2 separate regions of the Sus scrofa genome follow, and region 2 is linked to region 1. A link is a contact called in public Hi-C data. All regions are on one chromosome and are shown on one strand. The core of a region is the stretch at or near the end of the contact, and the rest is flanking DNA. Distances in the headings are between cores, read along the strand shown.

What was found. A called contact is a pair of places that touch in the nucleus more often than the background predicts.
Region 2: a Hi-C map of heart right ventricle shows a contact between it and region 1, with 5 times the contacts expected there. The contact joins the promoter of SMC4 here to the promoter of MFSD1 in region 1. A contact is called at or near these places in 1 of 47 Hi-C or Micro-C datasets (heart right ventricle) and 1 of 2 datasets of contacts at active chromatin or transcription factors (alveolar macrophages).

The regions. Positions count from the first base shown.
Region 1 is chr13:98,588,701-98,595,638 of Sscrofa11.1, reverse strand. It overlaps MFSD1 (major facilitator superfamily domain-containing protein 1), which reads right to left and starts at 3,294. Exons shown (of 16, transcript XM_003358650.5): 1 at 3,013-3,294; 2 at 1,321-1,373; 3 at 30-142. The coding sequence starts at 3,184.
Region 2 is chr13:100,075,773-100,082,710 of Sscrofa11.1, reverse strand. SMC4 (structural maintenance of chromosomes protein 4) reads right to left here and starts at 4,562. Exons shown (of 24, transcript XM_005669952.3): 1 at 4,353-4,562; 2 at 3,087-3,230; 3 at 2,026-2,204; 4 at 1,381-1,572. The coding sequence starts at 3,225. IFT80 (intraflagellar transport protein 80 homolog) reads left to right here and starts at 4,563. Exons shown (of 20, transcript XM_021069731.1): 1 at 4,563-4,968.

The DNA.
Region 1 (6,938 bases), core at 2,045-4,544:
CCATAAGTGAAATTTTTTTCCAAGCTTACCGTATTCCAAACACTCGGTCTGTCAAAAAGCCACCAAAGAAACACAAAATTACATTGGGCCAAGAATACCAGGCATACAGCAGCATGAATTTTGTGGTATTCACCTGCATATCCTACATGGAAAGAAAACAAAACCGTTTTTTTCCCAAACAGTTAAGTTTAACAACTAACAACTCAAAACATTCTTTCTGATAAGGCAGATGTTTTTGTTTTTTCTCCTTTTTTTCCTCATTTTTCTTTTTTTCTTTCTTTCTTTCTTTTTTTTTTTTTTTTTTTTTTTTTTTTTTTTTTGACTGTACCCCCACCCCTAGCATATGGAAGTTCCCTGGCTAGAGACTGAATCCGAGCCACAGCTGTGACACCGGATCCTTTAACCCACTGCAAGAGTCCAGGGATTCAAGCCACGCCTCCACAGCAACTGGAGCCACTGCAGTTGGATTCTTAATCCACTGCTCCACAGCGGGAACTCTAAGAGGCATTTCTTAATCATTTGTAGTCACTAACTGCTTTGAGACTCCCATGACAGTTGTAGCATGTGCCCCAGAAAAATGATGACACGTGGGAACTTCTTGAGTCCACCGCTACTTCAGAGGCTTCATGGAGTTTAGAATCAATCAGCTCTCCCACTACAATCTGCATCTGCCTGTATCTTCTACATTCTTATTCCCAAATAGAAAGGGATTATCTCAGCCTAACTATCCCTTGCCTTCCTCCACTAATTCCTACCTTCTTTCCCTTTCATTCCAGAATGTGAAGAGTCAATCTATACATTTCTCCCTGTTCAAAGGGTTAAAAAAAAAAAACTTTCAAAGGAAAAAAAAAACTACCAAAATACATAAAAAACTGTAAATATCAAATATATTTTTACAAAACCAGACTAAAAATACTGGCATGGACAATCCTCTGGGATCAGTATCCACATTTTAAAAATAAAATAACCACAAAAGACACACTTACAAAAGCAAAAATCCATCCTACCAAATCATGTGTCATTCAGATGTTTACACAATGGGACACAGAAATGCAAACAAAAATCTAATAATACTTCTTGGCACCACTGCAAGAAACTGCAATTATTTATTTAAACTGTGAAACAATATCAAGCTGCAAGTGTTATAAATGAATTCTTTGTGGCCACTCATTTCAAGAATACTGCTTGCCATACACAGGTTTGATGAAAATGGATTCACTGGACAATACTTCAGACTGGGAAATCTTAGAACTGATGATGCCTCAACAGAACATCTGCTCCAGAGCCAACAAAAAAAGCAGTGGTGAAAAACCAACTTACCCGTTTAACCTGAGTCTGAAGGGCAGCAGGATTATCATAGCAAAAATAGCTGCCTAGAAAAAGGAAAAGCAAATATTTTTAAGTAACAATACTTCCCATATAAAAGTGTCAAGTTGCAATTGCTACTCAAATTGTGATTTTAAACGTTTATACTAGGGGCTCGACACTGGAAACATTTCTGGACCACGTCCTTGTCCACCAATAATTTCTAAGTTGCAGGCAAATATGCAAAGAAAACACACCAAGTTATTTACAAAATATTAGTGTGACTACATAGCAAGTACTGGGAACCTGCATTAAGAAGTTAATCTACAACTATTTGTTCTTCTACTTTACTTTTATCATGCTTCATGTCTACTGTTTTATTCACATCCTTGTAAAAGCCGTATTTTCCTTAAAGCTACCAACGCACACACTAAAAATTTTAAAAACATCCTCAGAAGTTTCCTAGTATGTTACCTAAAGCTACTATTTATCTTGAGAGCAGGGGAAAGAAGTTTACTCTGACTAAACCTGTTTTTGAAACAAGAATTTTAAATCTACAAACAAAATGCTTTAGACAAATAATTTAGCAAATACAGTGCCAGTAATGAAGAAAAACAAAAGCATTCCAAAAGATTAAATTAAAACATAATGTCTTTGAGAGGATAAGAAAGAGAGAGGTGGAGAGATTTGGACATTCGTGCACTCAGAATTATTTTTACAGAAATAAAATTGACTTTTTTTTTTTTTTTTTTTGCTTTTTAGGATCACACCTGCAGCGTATGGTGATTCCCAGGATAGGGGTTGAATCAGAGCTGCAGCTCTTTCTTTCCACAAAGAAAGAGGGGGAACAAAAAGAGATGCAAAGGAACTAAGGCTCAAAGCAACCTCCATGCCAACATACATATCCTCAGCAGTAGCATAAAGTTACCCAATATAATGTTTCTGAACTTGTTGATGATACCCATTCCCGCAAGCCCCTTGAGAAACACATTATTACCTTCCTATCAAACTTATATTGACATTAGAATGTTGCTGAAAAAAATTAGTAGCTGGAACACAGGCAGATAATTTTTAAAATTAGCTCAAGAAATTTCCTTCAGAGTCACCAGATTTCGTAAATGAAACCAAACACCGTCAAGCCTACCACAAGTCCAATCCAGTATGATTGCTTCACATTGGCATAGCGGAAGAGAACGAGAACACATCCACTCATTGAAGCTATCAACAAGACACACTCATACGTTTTCCCAAAGAGGATGAGAAACACGTAAGACTGCCAACGAGTTGGTCAATCAAAAATTTTAAATTGGGCAGAGGGGCGTTGGGGAAGGGCAACGGGGAAAGGGACAGTTAAATCTTTCTGAATTCCTTCTGAATGGAACTGTCATTAGAGCAACCTTGATGATCCCGGGATTCCTTCATATCTAGGGTCCCAGGCGGCAAGTTGCTAGCCTTCGAGACTTCTTGGAGAGGAAAGGAGTGGCACAAAACTCGCGCAGCTCAGTGCCCTTACTCCTATCTTCGAAATGCCGAATAGCTAGCAACGTCTACAAGGCTTTGATGGGGTGGAGAAGGGAAAAGAAGGAAAGCCCAGAAACAGAAACTAGAAGCTGCGCTGAGGCCTCGTGGCAGCCAAGAACGACTCTCCGAAAGAAAGTCGGTAATTTCCTGATTAGCAGCAACACCCCACCAGGCCGGCCGGCTCACCGAAGCCAAGGAAGCACATCAGCAACAGCACCAAAAGCCGGTGCGCCAGGTGACTGGGGTCGCAGAGGGCGGACAGCGCCCTGGGAGCGTCGGGAGTGTTGGAGGCACCTCTGCCGGCCTTGACGGGGCTGCTTGGCAGCAGCGCCCTCGCTTCTTCATCTTCCTCCTCCATCCGGCCGGCGGGAGATCAGGAGAAGACAGTGACAGCAACTCCGGGAAGAAGCTGCTGCTGGAGCCCAGCAAAAACCGTGCTCACGTGACCACGGTTGCTCACGTGATGCCGGGGCAGGTCACGCAAGGCCGCGCTCACGTGAGCAGGCAAGATCACGTGGTGGGCAGGCCTAGCGAGGAGAGAGGGGAGGAGCTACGTTTAATTTCTCCCGGTACTGTCTTAGGCGCCAGCCGCAGCTTTCCGCTGCCCAAAATGGAACTGTGCTCGTTTCCTGCCTGCTCCTGCTGTCCATCCCCTGCCGCTGCGCGGGTAGAGAGTGCCGGCCTCCGCTCAGCCTGACGCGAAGAAGCGCACCGCCCTTCTCCTCGCAGCGTTGCTTTCCGCAGCCTTTTTGGCTGCTCTTAATTCCACACAGTTCATTGAGAGTCTTATGTTGTGTCCACTCACATGCCAGGTACTGGGAATACAAACTGGAATGTGACAAGCTCTCAGACCTCAGAAAGTTCGTGGTTTACTTGGGGAGGTCGACAGAAACTGATCCTTTAAAGAATAGTATGGTGAATAGACGAGTCTAAGTGAGAACAGCGGTTGAAATAAGTAGTGAATTTCGTAGGAATGCCTGGGAAAGGCGTTTGGGAAGAGAGTAAGTACAGTTTAACAAACTTTGGGGGAAAGTGGTGGCGTGCTGAAGGTCCTTTAAATTCATACCTAAGCTAGAATTAGTACGAATGGGTCAGTCATGACGCCTATATGAGGGAGTTGGTTATGAGGGTGGGGATTAGGAGGGATAATAATGATGCAAGCCTGAAACAGAACCGTGTGTGTGTGTGTGAGGGGAGGTGGGGGAGAGGAGAGAGACCATTGATCTGCGAATGAAAGAAGAACTCAGTAGGAAAAACTAAACCTGTTCCGTAAGGAGACATGCAAGGATTTTGTGTAGAGGATCAAGAATGCAAGACCTGTGTTTTTATTTAGGGCTGCACCTATAACATATGGAAGTTCCCGGGCCAGGATTGAATCCGAGCCACAGCTGTAGTAGAGTGGAATCCTTAACCCACTGCACCAAGCGAAGGATCAAACCAGCGCCTCCACAGTGACTCAAGCGGCTGCAGTCGAATTTTTAACCCATTGTACCACAGTTTGGGAACTCCAAAACCTATGTTTTTACAAATTACATCTGGCTATCATTCAGCCATTAAAAAGAATGAAATACAGCATTTTTAGCGACATGGATGGACCTAGAAACTATCATGCTAAGTGAAGTCAGCCATACAATGAGATACCAACATCAAATGCTTTCACTGACATGTGGAATCTGAAAAAAGGACAGACTGAATTTCTTTGCAGAACAGATGCTGACTCACAGACATTGAAAGACTTATGGTCTCCGGAGGAGACAGTTTGAGGGGTGGGGAGATGTGCTTGGGCTGTGGGGTGGAAATCCTGTGAAATCAGATTGTTATGATCATTATACAACTACAGATGTGATAAATTCATCTGAGTAATTTTTAAAAAGTTAAAAAAAAAAACAAAAAAAAAACAAATTACATCTGGCAACACAACCTGACACCCTCCTCAACTTTCAAGAAGGGGGTGGTGGTGCCAGGCTTGCCAGCAGAACTTTGAGGGTGACAAAGCTAGAGGTTGAATAATCATTAAGATTATTAGGTACTATGAAGATTAGAAATGGCAAGGTCCTATAACTGGGGAAATAGGGATGAAGCAAAGGAGAAGTATTTTGGAAGTGAAATGGGGATGAATTTGGGCAAATAGTTTATGAGGTCTGAGAGGAAGGAATTGAGAATATTTCCCAGATTTCTAGCGTGGGCTCCCAATAGAGATCAGAATATAGGAAACGGTGGGGTGGGGCGGGGGATGCCAGAGAAGATAGATCAGTTTACAACGTTTTGCCTTTGAGATGTCTCCACAAATGACTCCACTTTCCACCTCCCTTTCTCACCCAACCCCAAAGGAGAAGCCCCCTGTCTAATGAAACTGTCTTACCAAGATGGCTAACAACTCCATCTTCCCAGTTAGTGGTCACTTCTCTGTCCTCATCTTATGCCACTCTTCAGCGTCAGCTGATAATAGTTGACAGCCCTCTCCTTAATTACCTCCTTGACACTACACTTGCCTTGTTTTTCTCCTAGTTTACTGGGCTCTCATTTTCTGTCTCATTTGTCAGCTCCTTCTAGCTCCTCCTCTTCTACCTAAACTCTTAAATGTTCAAGTGCTCCAAAGTCCAGTCTTGGGCTCTCTGCCACTTACCCAGTTCCATAGCTTTAAACATCATCTCTGTTCTGTACAATAGGTAGCCAACACCATGTATGACAAGCTGATACTTGAAATGTTGCTGGTTGTAATTAAATGAACTGTAAGTGTAAAATATACACCAGATTTCAAACTTAGTATGAAAAGAATATAAAATCTTTTTTTAATTTTTATACTGATTACGTGTTAAAATGATAGGATTTACATATATTGGGTCAAATAGAATAAAATGAATTTCACCTGCTTTTACTTTTTAACATGGCTGGTACAAAATTTTAAATTATGTATATGGCTTACATTATATTTCTGTTTATCGGTGCTGATTTACATGCTGATGCCTCCAAAATAATCTGCATTTCAGACTCCTATTCCAACTGCCTATATGACATCTCTACGTGGATAACTAATAGGCATCTCAAATCTTACATATCCAAAACAGAATCCTTGAGTTCTCTCACACATGTCATACTTGTTCCTTCCTGATTGCTCCCCAGCAAAGTAAATAGCACATCTCTTTGCCAGTTGTTAGCCACAAACCCAGGAGTCATCCTGATGGCTTCCTTACCTCATCACCCATAACTGCTCCGTCATTGTAGTTGTCTTGTCAGCTTTCTTCCAAAACATATCCTGAATCTATTCATGACCTCCACTACCACTATATTTAAAAGACAAGTATCATCCACACAACTGCAACTGACCTTTACATTTTTTTTGCTGTTTTTTAATGAGAAATACATACACCTAGTATGACATTCAAACAGGACCAAAGAGAACACAGCTCAAGGCAAGTCCTCCCCCTCCCAGTTCTCTTGGGAAGTAATCACCATCACTAGCTTCCTTTGAATCTTTCAAGAGATATCCCACACAGTTTTTTTTTCTTCCAACCTGACAATATAGTGGAGATATTGTCTTCATTTTCTGTTACAGATGCAAAGAATTCTGTTGTATGGATGTGTTAAATTTAGCAAGTCCCCTATTGATAGACATTTAAGTTGTTTCCAAACTGCTATATGTAGTCCTGCAGTGAATTGCCTAGACAACAGCCATTTCACATTTACCTGTAGGATAAATTCCTAAAAGTAGAATTGCTAAGTCAAACAGGTATACTTTTAAAATTCTTTTGCAGTAGTGTCACATTGTTCTCATTGAAAGTCATATCATTATACACTCCTAGCAGCAATGCTGAAAAGAGCCTGTTTCCCACGCTATTGCTAATCAAGCTTGTCAGATTTTTAGTCTTTACAAATCTAATAACTGAAAAATGGCTATCATGGTGTAGTCTCAATTTGCATTTCTGCTAGAATGCAGGTTGAACCTCTTATTAATAGCCACTTACATAGGAATTCTCTTCATATCCTTTGCTTATTTTTTCGGATAAATTGTTTGCTTTCTCTTACTGATGAAATTGGCTCTTTGTCAGTGCTATGAGATATTTCTTTTGTCTATGTTTATGGTATATCTTTCCATATAGGTTTTTTTTCTT
Region 2 (6,938 bases), core at 3,313-5,812, 1.5 Mb before region 1:
TCTTCTTAGCAAAGAAAATAGGAAAGAATAGAAACAATTTTCCAATTTTTAAAAATCCTTTCTTCATAGTCCACAAAAACCCAAAATAACCAACCAAACAAAAAAGAAAACACACCATCTTTAAGCTTAAAAACATATTTGAGCAAAAAACTGATGAAGGGGGACAAGAATTTCACCATATCCAAAACAAACTCACCCAAATTAAACCATGTTGACAGATTACTAGTTCATAAAAAAAAAAAAAAAAGGCTGCAAGAGATGATTCAAGGAAAAAGGAAAGTAGTGGGTGATACAGCTTAGTTTTTTTTTTTTTTTTGATGAAGACTATGCAATTAATTGTATGTAAAAAGAACTGCAACGAGGTGACAACCACGCAGGGTTTTTTTTTTTTTTAAATTAAATTTTTAAAAAAATGAAGTGCAAGTCTGCTTTAATATTAAAACTCACTTTCCTTTAAAAGTTGTATCATTTTGAAATAATGGCTTGTAAAATTTACACAAATCAAATGTAATTAATAGGCTATGGAATCAAATCTCATTTGCTGACAATCTATTTTCCAACCGAAACTGTACAATAAAAAAGCACTAAGAAACAAAATACATACCTCCATGTAAATTTAATTAAAGCTCTTTGTATTAAAATTAAAAAAAAAAAACCCAAATAAGACCTAGAGGCCAAATCATATCCTCATTTCACTATACAGTTGTCTACATTTTTAGGTACCAGTCATTTTGAACTATTCGTTTCCAAAGTTAACTATTAAATAGAAAAGGAAAAAAACAATACCAATGGAGCCATGTAAATAATCTAAACAGACATTTTACCCATAGTTGTCTCCTTTTCTAGAAAACAAACATGTTAGCTTATCCTTCCCGTTTTAAAAGGGTAGTTTACTTCAAACTGAAGCAAAGCTCTTTCATGTCACATATACACAGAACTACTAATAACATTAAATTTAATGTGAACTGAAGGGATGGAGGTGGTAAAATGAGTCAACTGTTAACATTTTCAAGTTTAGGTAATTTAATTAAAAGCAATAAGAAGATTACTCTAAAAACGAATACAAAATTTATAGTAACAATATCTATTTGGTACTCAGGACTAAAACTGCTCAATGTTTTATTCCAAAAAGGTAAGCAATATTATGAGCTACTTATGATTCATTTCTCTGGCTAAACATTTTAATATTTTAAGTTTAACGGCCACCAGAACCACTCCTCAAAAAGAAAATAGGGCCAAGGAGATAACACGACCAATATTGGCTTTCTTTAACCATATATTAACTTTTACAAGCCAATTTAACACAAAAATAATAAAATGTGCAATGTATTGAAATCCTTTGTGTTCCTTGAAGCTGCAAAAAACTAAAAAGCCCCTTACCTTATCAATTATCTTTTGAAAATGAACTTCTACAGTACAACTCTGAATATCCTTGTGTTCATCAGAATTGTGTATTAGTACTGAGAGTTTTTTAGATCTGATTTTTTGTGCTCTATAGCCAAACACAAAAAGCATTGAATCAATAACATTGGATTTGCCACTGCCATTTGGACCAATAATACAGGAAAAGCGCTGCATAAAAAGAACAGAAAAAAAAGTTAAAGGTCACCCTAATACTACTGATTTTAATTTGAATTTTTTTTTTCAATTTGCAGCAAAACTACAAACGTTTAAAAGTTTTCACTGCTAAAAGATAGCAGTTTTCATACATCATGTTCTCCTCTATTACAAGCTTCAACACCTTAAAACAAGACATCCTAATTCTAACTCAGATTTTTTAAAATTCACTTTTATAAAGAGAAACTACTGCTTTGGAACAAACCCCCCTCTGATTCTATACAGTGAGGAGAATTTTATAAACAGGTACCAAAGGTAACCAGATAAGCAAAGGCTAATTTCAGTTCTTAAAGCACAGGAAAACAAAAGGTCTGTATCAATCAGGATAAATATAACAGTTATGAAATTGAAACATTTTGTAATAAAAGACCCATTACCTCACAAAAGTTATTTTAAAAGGTCAAATACCTTATGAAAAGGTCCTAGAATTTTTTCCCCAGCATAGGATTTGAAGTTCTGGTTTACAATATGAGTTATCATAAGCCGAGGAGCTCCAGCTTCATTGGTCATTGCTGGAGGCGGCGGCGGAGGGATGCTACTCAAAATCTCTTCTAAACTTCTATTATCAATTTCCTCACTTGGAGTCTCTAAGTAAGTTAAAAGAAAGGGAAGGCAAAGGAAAAAAAGCCTCCATTAGTGTAATTAGTTCGGAGGACTACTGCCTGCTATCTCTGGAGAGATATTATTTATGAAACCTAGGAATCTCTATTTTCACTCAATATAGCATTATCCTAAACTCACAGGGAATGAGAATCTTTCGGGTAAAAAAAAATCTTAAAAGAAATGCCACCAGTCACAAAATTCTATAGAAATATAACTCTTAGGAGTCAAAACACTATATCATAAAGCAAATCTGGAGAAACCACAACCACTTACTTGATAGCCTGCTCCTTGCCTAAACAAGTAGTAAAATCCTATGGCTCTAGAGCCAACTCTCTACATCTCTGAGCACCTGGAGCCTTAACTTTGGACACGCAAGAGCTCAAGCGACATTGTCACAAGGGTTTCATAATGTCACCCAATTCCTGGACTCACAAAAACTACAGTAGTTTCGAGCAAATTATCATCTTCTCTTTAAACACAATTTAAGACCACGGAGGTGAAGTTAGGGTCAAGCAACTTTTCATCATAGTAACATACAGTCACGCCGCCTCCGTCTGAAAGAAAGTCCACTGACTACTGGCTAATAGTGTCGATTTCCGCGGAAACAGAAGACAATAAACAGAAATTAAGAATTGAAGCTGTTTACTCGCCTCCATCCCCCTCCAGGACCGTTACACCGAAACTGCATAGTCTAATCTGTGAAACTCGCCAGACCGCTTTCTTCAGTGGGTCTACGGAACCGACACGAGATGTTCGCACCGCAACCCCGAAGCCCCTCTTGCCCGCGCCCCAAGACACCAGACAGTCCTGGGTTGGGCGCGGACACACCCGGATCCCCCATGCGCTTTCCCGCGGTTGCTACTCACCTGCGGTGGCAGGCGCCCGGCTCTCCGAGCAGCCGGGCGGCGACTCCGGCTGCGCATCGCTGCTGGTGCGGTCCGGGGACTGCGGCGGCCCTTCCTCTCTGCGCCGGGCAGTGGAGGGCTGGGTGCCCTTACGGGGCATGGTCGCTGGGGCCGAGAAAGAGCCGGCGGCAAGTCAGCCCGCGAGCCGCAGGACCTTGAGGGTCCATTCTCCGCTGGCCCGGCGGTGGGATGGGCCCAGCCTCCACCCCACCCAACCCGGGGAAAATTCCGTCCATCTATTTCCGAAAGCCCCGTTTAAAAACCCTGCTCAACGCCAGCGGGTCCTCGAGAAAGAAGGCACAAAACCCCTCGAGGTGCCAAGAAGGCGGGATCCGTTTTCCTAAGTCCAAAGCAAGTGGGAAAACTTAGACGTGCTTGGGGAATCAAGCTTAGTTCTTTTTATTTTCTAAAGTTCCCTTCCCATCCCCCCGACGAAGGTAAGGGTATAAGAATATTCTAACGTAATTTCTAAACGAAGTAAACTGGCGTTTACCGACATGCCCACGCTCCCGGGGCTAGGAATACAAGCGCACACACTTTGAGAGCGAAGAGTTCGTATTAACTTTAGGCTTGAGGGGCTCTCAACTTCCGAGAGCAGCGAAGAACCGGCTGCTCGCCGCCCACTATCCTCTCCTCGCCATTTAGCTCTAGGAGCCCTTGACCGCCCGCGGGCTTTGAGGTGTCCTCACGACTGCCCGATAGGGACCAGTGGATGGGGTCGACCCCCGCGATTTTCAAATCGGAGGCCGGCAGTGCCGGCTCCGGTTCAAATCACCTTGGGGCAGCAGGGGTTTGTACCTCCGGTGTCCGCGGCAGACTCCCGCTAGGCAATAAACCAGGAAAGGTCACCAGTAAGGGCTCAGATCGGGTAATCAGTCCCTTGGGAGAAGAGAGAGAGAGGCAGGGGGCCGGGGCAAGGGGAAACCCTACAGTCCGATCGGGACCAAGTTTTCTGAGAAGAAGTCCACGAAGCTTAAGCCCCGATCCCTCGCGTCCCCTGAGCGACGCCCAAGTAGCTCAAAGAAGTGGCGCCCAGAAGAAGCGCGCGGGAGCCCCGAATGCTGAGGAGAGGCTGAGGGGGGAGGGGTGACAGCGAGAGAAACCTCCCGGCGGCAGCCTCAGCCTAGACTTCGGCCGCTCCAGCTCAAGGCCTTTTCTTCCCAGGTGCCGGCAGACGGGGCAGGAAGTAAGAGTGTGACAACTCTACCAGGAAAAGAGGTACTTTACCTGCGGGACAGTCCACTCAGACCAAGGCTGGAAACGGTTGTATAACCCCCCCGCGTCTACTGGTGTTTCGGCTCCGGGTCCTTCACTCGAAAATGGCGCCTAAAATACAAACTCGAACGGAAATTCGTTACAAATGCGCGCAATGCTTTCTGGGACCCACTAATTTGAAAAAACTGCGGCGATTATGGTCGCCATCTTCATGTCGTTTACACGCATGCGCGAAATGCTGGCGGGACCCTGGCGGCAGAGGACATTTCTAAGTGAAAAAGAAAAGCGAAGCAATGTTTTCCTTGGGCCTATGGACAACAACATTCATATAAAATATATTTTTAAAAAGTTTTGGGAGTTTTGAATAAGAGGAAGAAAACAGAATGGGACCCCGCCCACAGCTAAACAACGGGCACAGAAGCCCAATAACGCTCCTTAACAAGAGGGCGGGCTCGCTAGGGGCGGGGTCTCGGGCCCGCTCGGGTGACGCGGCGGGAAGTATCGCGGGAAGAGGGAGTTCGCTCTGCTCTCAGAAGTCGCTATGGTGACGAAGAGATCCGAGGCTTCTTGGTAACTGGTAGCACCCCTGTGAGAGCGATCGCCACTGCTTTCCTGGAACTTACTTAAGGTAAATCTCTATCTCTGGACGAAGTGAGGAAAGAGTTTAGAGGTTGTGGCCATTACTGGACCCACTTTTCCTGCTTTTAGGGTGTTTGCAGCTTGGAGCATCAGTTATTTTCCATCTCCCTGGAGCACTGGGGCTCTGGACGTAGCTCTTGGGATGCAGAGGAAGCCCTAAGTCTTTGGAGAGAGTAGGGGGACAACAAGGAGAAGACCTCGATTGGTGAATGATCTTGTAGTAAATAGCAAAATAAGGATTTCGAGTTATTAGTATTAGGTCGTTAGCGTCACTAGCGAAAGAGGGTTTCTGGCTTTTAAAATTATTTGGCTGAAAGACTCCGTAATAGAAGAAACGATTTGCTCGTATCATATGTTTATGAAAAAATTATCGATCAGCAAATATTAAGTAGCTTTGTACACGTTGCACTGTGTCAGGCATAAGAAAGATTATCAAGGTAGTATTTCTGTTCCCAGAGAATTTAGTTTTGTTAGTGAGTTTTTAACCTGGAGTTTATGGATCTGGTGGTAGGCGATTGTTCATACCACCTCTCCTCCACTCTCCATCTCCAACCCCTTGCCCCTTTAGCTGTGTACAGAATTATGTCTGCTTGTGAATTTTTCTGAGGAGTTTCCCAGAACTTTTATCAAATTCTCAAACACGATCCTAATCCCCCAAATGTTAACCACTGGTTGATTTGACTACCTCCAATAAGCATTTGTTCAGCAGCTCTAAAGTACTTGACATGGAGAACTGGGAACTCTTTTATTCCCCCTTTTAGCTTTTTAATACTTGGTGCCTGACATACTAAACCCCCAATAAATCCTCTTTATGCATGAATTTAAATTGTCATTCTAAGTAAGTATGTATGACCCTTGCCCTGAGGAGCATATTCAGGTTCAGTGATTCCCAAGAAGACATGTAGAGGCCACTGCCCACAAGTGTAAGAATTTGTTGAAGAGGGGAGACTGGTGTGGTTTGAGTAAGTATTGACTCCTTATTGTAATATACCTTTATATTTGAAGTTGAAAAAAATTGTTTTCGAAGGACAAACTACAGACAGTAAACTCAATGAAAAAAAATTTTGACCCGTAGGTGTGCGAGGAAAATGTAGTAATTCTCTTTGAAAGCATCTGGAATCTTTTGGATTTTTGAAGTCTGTAAAACATAACTAACCCTGAGTTGGAGAGATATTAACCAAGAGAAATGCAAAGACTAGACCAAATTGGGTAGTGTATTTGGGAGACAGCACAGTGGAGTAGAAAGATGTAAGAGATAACAGAATCCCAAATCTCATGTTTTTTTGTCTACATACTTAGACAATTTATCAATTTATCAGTCCCTCTGAGAGTATTTATTATAAAATCAGCATATAATACCTACCTCATAGAATTGTTTATGATTGTCTATCCCACACACTATATTCATTTGATATTGCTGTGTTTTACCATTGATTTTATCAGGGTATGTGCTAAGGATGAATAATGGGTATGTCAAGTTAGAAGAAGGTTAGCTTACGAAGGGTCTTCAAGCCAGATCAAGGATGTTACATATGATACATTTTTAGAATATTAGAAAAAATTTGAGCTTAGGAATGACTTAATAAAAAAAATTAACTATTTATGTGAAATGTGTTAAGAAACTGAGATCAGGCATGGCTGAGATTATTACCGTACATGGAATTGTACTTACTTCCGTGTGGGAAGTTAAAAGTGCCTATGCAGTGGAATGGAAAAAAATCTGAATATATTTGCAGGGGAAAATCTGTAGCTTTTGTAGCTTTTAATGGTTAAGAGTCTGAGCCAGACTAAAAGTCAGTCAGATTCTATCTATTCTTTATGAATCCCTGGATTAGTGATGAGGGGATAAGAAGAAAGATGTCACAAATAAATCCTAGTCTTGCTGCCTTTGTTATTGCTATAAGTAATGATAGGTCTTAGTGACTAATGAGTAAGAAATGTAATTTCAATAAACCAATA